Linked DNA regions of Canis lupus: region 1 is linked to region 2. Evidence: chromatin contacts called from public Hi-C data. All regions are on one chromosome and are shown on one strand. Each heading gives the region's core, a stretch centred on a gene start, on an enhancer-like site or on the middle of the called end of the contact. The rest is flanking DNA. Distances are from core to core; before and after follow the strand shown.

What was found. A called contact is a pair of places that touch in the nucleus more often than the background predicts.
Region 1: a contact with region 2 is called in a Hi-C map of blood, with 1.7 times the contacts expected there. The contact joins the promoter of ILF3 here to the enhancer-like site in region 2. A contact is called at or near these places in 2 of 9 Hi-C or Micro-C datasets (both in blood).

The regions. Positions count from the first base shown.
Region 1 is chr20:50,942,313-50,945,257 of UU_Cfam_GSD_1.0, reverse strand. It overlaps ILF3 (interleukin enhancer-binding factor 3), which reads left to right and starts at 1,456. Exons shown (of 21, transcript XR_005375127.1): 1 at 1,456-1,662. LOC119864747 (a long non-coding RNA gene) reads right to left here and starts at 1,910. Exons shown (of 2, transcript XR_005375128.1): 1 at 1,379-1,910; 2 at 1-1,215.
Region 2 is chr20:50,821,650-50,824,534 of UU_Cfam_GSD_1.0, reverse strand. It overlaps DNM2 (dynamin-2), which reads left to right. Exons shown (of 21, transcript XM_038567289.1): 11 at 1,535-1,621. Among named protein-coding and RNA genes, the nearest start is that of MIR199-1, 13 kb to the right of the region's middle. Within about 2 kb of position 1,469, at least 2 of the 20 cell types and tissues checked have an H3K27ac peak or open chromatin away from gene starts, as enhancers often do. A contact at or near this core is called in blood, where this site is marked.

The DNA.
Region 1 (2,945 bases), core at 207-2,706, 120 kb before region 2:
CTCTCAGACTCTTGCACATTTAACATTTTGTATCAGGTGAACACGTTAAATGTTCAAAATTGCAAATAAAACGTAAATAGAAAAGAAAACCGGTAGATATAGTATGCATCCATTTCTGTAACTATATTTTTACATCTTACCTTTTTAATAAGTTACCATTGAGGCATTTATTCCGCACACAGAATTGTGCTAAGAGCTTTAAAGAAAAATCGTCACCATTTTCTAAGTAAGGAAACGGAGACTCAGAGACGTGGGCTTGTTTTGGTCACACCGGGGGAACTCAAACCTAGAGCAGATACTGGGTCTTGCATCCTTAACAAAGGAGCTTACGTCCCTACGTTTTCGCCAGGAAAATCCATCACTACGCCGAAAGCCTTGAACGACTTCTCACTTTCAGGAAGGAAACCTTTTAATTCCTCGTTCCGAGTCCCGGCAGTTTCTGAACAACAGCCTCGCTCATGACAACGTGCCTAATAAAGACGTCTATCAAGCGCCAGCTTGATTCTGATACTGGAAGGGAGCGTGGCTTACTTTAGGCACAAATCGTTCTGTACATCGGGGATCTCACGAAACGCCCGGGAGTACTCAACAATGGGCTGGAAAAAGAGAAGGCGCTCGGTCCCCGGTGGCTTTATTCAACCACGCCGACTGTGGTTGGCCGAGCGTGTGACTCGCAGATCCGGCTCTCACAGGCAGGATATGAATCCTCCAACTGGGCCTCAGCTTCTCCACCTGTCAAAGAGAGACTAAACGATCCCGAGCAGCTCGGCTCTGCCCTTCGGAGGCCCAGCCCGGCAAGACGACCGGACCCTACACTGGGGGTTGGTGGGACCTAAGAACTGGAGCGCTCACCAGCGCCGATCCCGGGGCAGCAACAAGAGCTGTCCCGCCGCTGCTGACACCTGCACCTCGGGTCTCCTCGGCCTCTAGCAAGAAATGCAAGGAGAGGGGACGAAGCTCTGCCAGGAAACCTCGGACATAGGACGAACCTCCCCGAACAAGACCGTAATCCGGCCGCTAATAGGACACTCACGTGCCAGGCTCTCTGAGCCGTTTCCGCCAACGTACACAGGAGCGACCGGCGTAAGATGGCAGCCGCGCAGGCGCACAGATTCGCAGCTGGGGAGACTCCGCCCCTCGACCCGAATCACGTGGCTACACCGCTCAAAACCGCCATTGAAAAAAAAGAGCGGCGAAGAAGTCACATGACACAGCCTACCAATACAACAAAGGGAAGCGCCAAAGTCCTTGTCACGTGGCCAAGGAAGGCTGTGCAATGGCCACTGTCACATGATCAGGGCCTCGAAGAGATAAACGTTTCGACCCCACGTGACCAGGAACGCAACGGTTGCACTCCGGCCACGTGACTGAAGCCCACCTTATCTCTTTTCGTCGCTCCCTCCCTCCCCGGCTGGGCCTGCGTCAAGCGGCAACGCGGCGGCAGGGGGCGGGGCTCCAACCGATCACGTGGCCCGCACCTCCCCGGCGCGCGCCCGCCCGCCAGCTCGCCCCCGGCCCCGGCTCCTCCTCCTCCTCTTCTCGCCATTGCAGTTGGACTCAGCAGCCCGGTGCGCACCGCGTGGCTTTTGGGGGGAGACCCCGGCGGGCTGTGGAAGGAGGGCGGCGGCGGCGGTTGCGGTCGGGGAAGGGAACGCCGACAAGGTAAGCGTCAATGTGGCGGCGGCCGGGCCCGCTCCCGCCTCTGCCCCTCCCCCCGCCAGTCCTCCCACTCAGCGCGGGCCGGACTGAGGGGTCTCGATGACAAGGCCTGAGGCGCCCCACGCTTCCCGCCTACGGCCGGTTCTCTCGCTTCAGCGCTTGGTTCATTTCTCCTTCGCCAGGCTCGCTCCCGCGCTCGGCCGTTACTCTCCCCCATTGTGCCGAGGAAACAAAATGGCGGCGGCGGCGGCGAGGGCCCGGTGCGCGCGCATCCGCCCCCCCTCCTCGCGGCCCCTCGGCCGGCAGCGGCGCCTCGCGCGGGGGGTGCGCGCGCACCGGGCCCCCGGCCGCCGAATCCCCCGGGCCCGGCTTTGTCTGTTGCGGCGCCCCGCGCGCACGCGCGCACGTGCTGGGAGCACACACCCCCCTTGGCCGGTAGCATCCTGGCCGGCGCGGATGGGGCGACCCCCTCCTCGTTCCTTTCCAGTCTTTGTCCCAGTCCCCGTCCCGGCTTCCAGGAGAGTCCCAGGTTCTCGAGGCGGGAAACGTCGCTGCCTTTGTCCTTACATGGCATGGAGACGCGGACCTCCTCCCTGAAACCCCATTCCCACGCTGATTGCACAGGAGGCCTTTGTCGGTGCATGGGGTTCCCAAATCAGTAGTCAGCCAGGCCTCCCCCAGATCAGGACTCCTTTTGGCGGAGGGTTTAAGCTTTCCGTTTCTTTAGTTCAGGTGTTTCATTGATGATGAATTTTCACCAGAATGCTTAAGATTTGCATCTTTCCTCAAAATGGTGATCTGGTCCGATATGTAGATAAGCCAAAACTTGCAGGATTGTGACCAAAACGTGAGAGATTAAAAAGGTTTTCTACTTTATTTCCTCATATACTTGAGTGAGTGACTGAGTTGAAGTTTTGCCCCAGTTAATCCTGCGCCTGGATGAATTATCTGGGATGTACAGTGATCTGCGTGCCCTCCCCCAGTTAATTTGGGCAGATAAGCCATCTCTTCTCAGTATTTCCAAAATTGGTTGATCCGTTACTTGGGATTCTGCTGACGGGACCTGATGGAAGTAAGGAAGTGTCAGTTTCCCTGAGAATTCTTCCTTTTCTGGACTCAGGTATTTCATTGATTTTGAATCTTTTTGGTTGCTTAGGATTCTGTCTTTAAAGTGAGTGGCCTCGTGGCATATTTGGGTTCAACAGGAAAACTTAAGGTGCCACCCAGAGTTGCGACTCAAATTTAGGGCTTCAGACTCTGTTTATCTCGGATACTTGGGGCTGGGA
Region 2 (2,885 bases), core at 220-2,719:
AACTCTGCTTGAGCCTTCTGTCTCAGTCTGGAAAAGCCCACATTTGCTTCTTAAGCTTCTTCGAGTAGAAAAGGGAGAGAGAGAAAAACCTAGCCGGGGTAGAGATTTTCATCCCCGAGGCCAATGTCCCAGGTATGAAAATTCCAGGCCTCCCAGTTCCCTTGGCTGTCACGAACATCGACACTGCCCCCCTAGTCTGTCGGGAGAGCCCCACCCCCCCACTCCGACCCAGGACTCCTCCTTGATCCGAAGCAGCTTCGGGGCAAATGCGGGCACCGGCTCCTCCTTGCATGTCACTAACCAGCTGACTCTCCTTTCTTCTCTTTCCCTGTCCCCCGCCCCGCGTGTGTGGCCCGCACTGTCCCCGGGTGTCTTCCTACCTCGTCCCGCCCTCCGCATGTGACCCAGGACGGGGCTCTTCACCCCGGACATGGCCTTCGAAGCCATAGTGAAAAAACAGATTGTAAAACTCAAAGAGCCAAGTTTGAAGTGTGTTGATCTCGTGGTCTCAGAGCTGGCCACGGTCATTAAAAAGTGTGCCGAGAAGGTAACCGCAGGTTTTGTTGTCCCCTGCGCATTTGTCCCGCATCTCCTCCCCACCCTCCCACCCCCCACGTTAGTCTCCACCTGTGCATCTGGACACTCTGCCTCGGCGGGAACCCCCCTCCCGGGGGCCACTGGTCACTCAGTGCCCTCGCAACTTTGCGTGGCGGCAGAGGTGGGGGTGCTGCAGCGCATGGGTGCTCCCCGTTTCCAGTTTGGGTGCTGCGGAGGGTGGGAGGCCTGTGGATGTTGTAGGGTCTGATCACTAAGCAGGCCGTGGGGGGACGAGCGGCGCTGCCTGGCCCAGAACCCGTAAGGAGGGTCTCCTCACAGTCACCAAGCATGAACCGTTATCAGCATGCAGACCTGCGTGTTCTCATGTCACAGGGCATTTCAGAGGGTTTCTGCTAGGGATTCTGACTGTCGGCTCAGATGTCCCCAACACTAGGGCTTCACCCCACCCTCGGATGGTGGGCTTCTCCGTGCCTTCGGCTCCATTACGATGGGGGAATAGTTTTCTCTAAGGGGGTCCCTCTGAGGTAGATGGCCCAGATGCTGCCCCCACATCCTAGAACAGGCGCTACTCACTCACGAGCTGGGCGAGAGTTCCCACCCCACTGGCCTGGTGGCCTTCATTAAACTAGGTGTTCTTGCTCTCACCCAGTACTGGGCGGAGGGGGTGGCCATCACTGTTGGGCAGCAGACACACACACCCCCAACTTTCTCTTGCCACTTTCCACCTTCGAATCCATTCTCAGCATCTCTGCTCGTGCGTGGGCACCCCTGTCACTCTCTCTGGCACACCGTGCCTCCACCATCCCCTGCTTGTCTCCCAGCTGCAGCAGCCAGGAGACAGGAGTGGGGTGGGGACTCGGTAGGCCCACCCCTTGTCACTCCCCTTCCCCTCATGTTCTCTGTGTGGTTCATGTTGCTTCCTGTGCCACAAGGACTCAGCCAATGCCGCCACTCTACTTCTCCCCCTGCCCCCCAGCTCAACTCCTACCCCCGCTTGCGAGAAGAGACGGAGCGAATCGTCACTACCTACATCCGGGAACGGGAGGGGAGAACCAAGGACCAGGTATGGGCCTTTTGTTTTGTTTTTCAGGTATGATTTATGTGCATGAATCTTTTTTTTTTAATGTGCTTAAATCTTGAGCATAGATTTCCTTGAATAATGGCACATGCATAAACCAAGGTAACCCCCACCTCAGTCAAGGTACCAAACCATTCTCAAAATTCCTGTCCTTTGCCCCTTCCCAACCCCCGGGCCCTGGCAATGACTGGCCTGCTCCTTATCCCTATGTTTTACCTTCTCCAGAATATCACTCAAATGGACTCCTGTGGTCTGTAGCCTCTTGAGTCTGACCTCCTTTGCTCAGCATAGAGCATTCAGGATTCATCCCTGTTGTTTGTGGTGTTGTTGCTAACGCTTGCTGAGTGGTGTCCAGGGGTGGGTGCAGACTACAGCTTATTTACCCATTCGCCCACCAGAAGATGTGTGGGTGCTTTTTATGTTTTAACATTTTCCTTGTGAAGACCGTCCAGGCACACACAAGGATAGAGAGTGGGACAGGTCCCTGCAGAGCTGTGGCACGGGTCTCACCTGTCATGCCGAGTGAGCCCATGGCTGTCCTTTCATCTCTATAGGACTTGTATCTGGTCTGAGTCCCTTTCCCCTGGTTGGTCTGCTTTGGTCTCCTGGCAGGTGTTTGTTCAAACTAGAGCCAAAACAGGCCTCTGTGTTGTATTTGGTTGTGATACCACCTCGTTTTGCATGTCAGTGGAGAAGAAACTGGCTCATTTGTCATTCAGAGGGTCTCCCAGTCAACCTGCACCCCTTCCCCGTGGCTTCTGTAACCTCGAAGTTGTATCAAAAGCTTGAAAGGTGCCAGTTCATATTGTTATTGTTATTGTCAAGAATGGCTGTCGCTTCCACACTCCCATGGCGCCTGGTTGTCCCAGTGCCAGTGCTTCTGGGCTCTATCCCAGGGCTCGGGCTGATGGGGCTCGGGCCTGTTAAAACCAACAACAGTGGCTCCCACAGACAGAGCACCCCAGCATTTTTCAGCAACCCCACAAGGTCCAAGTGGCTGGCATGTCTTATGCTTGAGTGCCCAGAGGCACAGTGAAATGACAGGAAGGGGTAGGGTGTGCTGTAAAGGCCTGTCTTTTACCTTAGATGACATCCCAACTGATGCCTGTGTTTGCATGTGCCATTCTGATGCCCTCACCTGGTCAAACTACCTTTGCTGTTTGCTTGTGGTTTTTCTTTTCTTTCTTTTTTTTTTTTTTTAAGTTTTATTTATTTATTCATGAGAGGCACAGAGAGGCAGAGACATAGG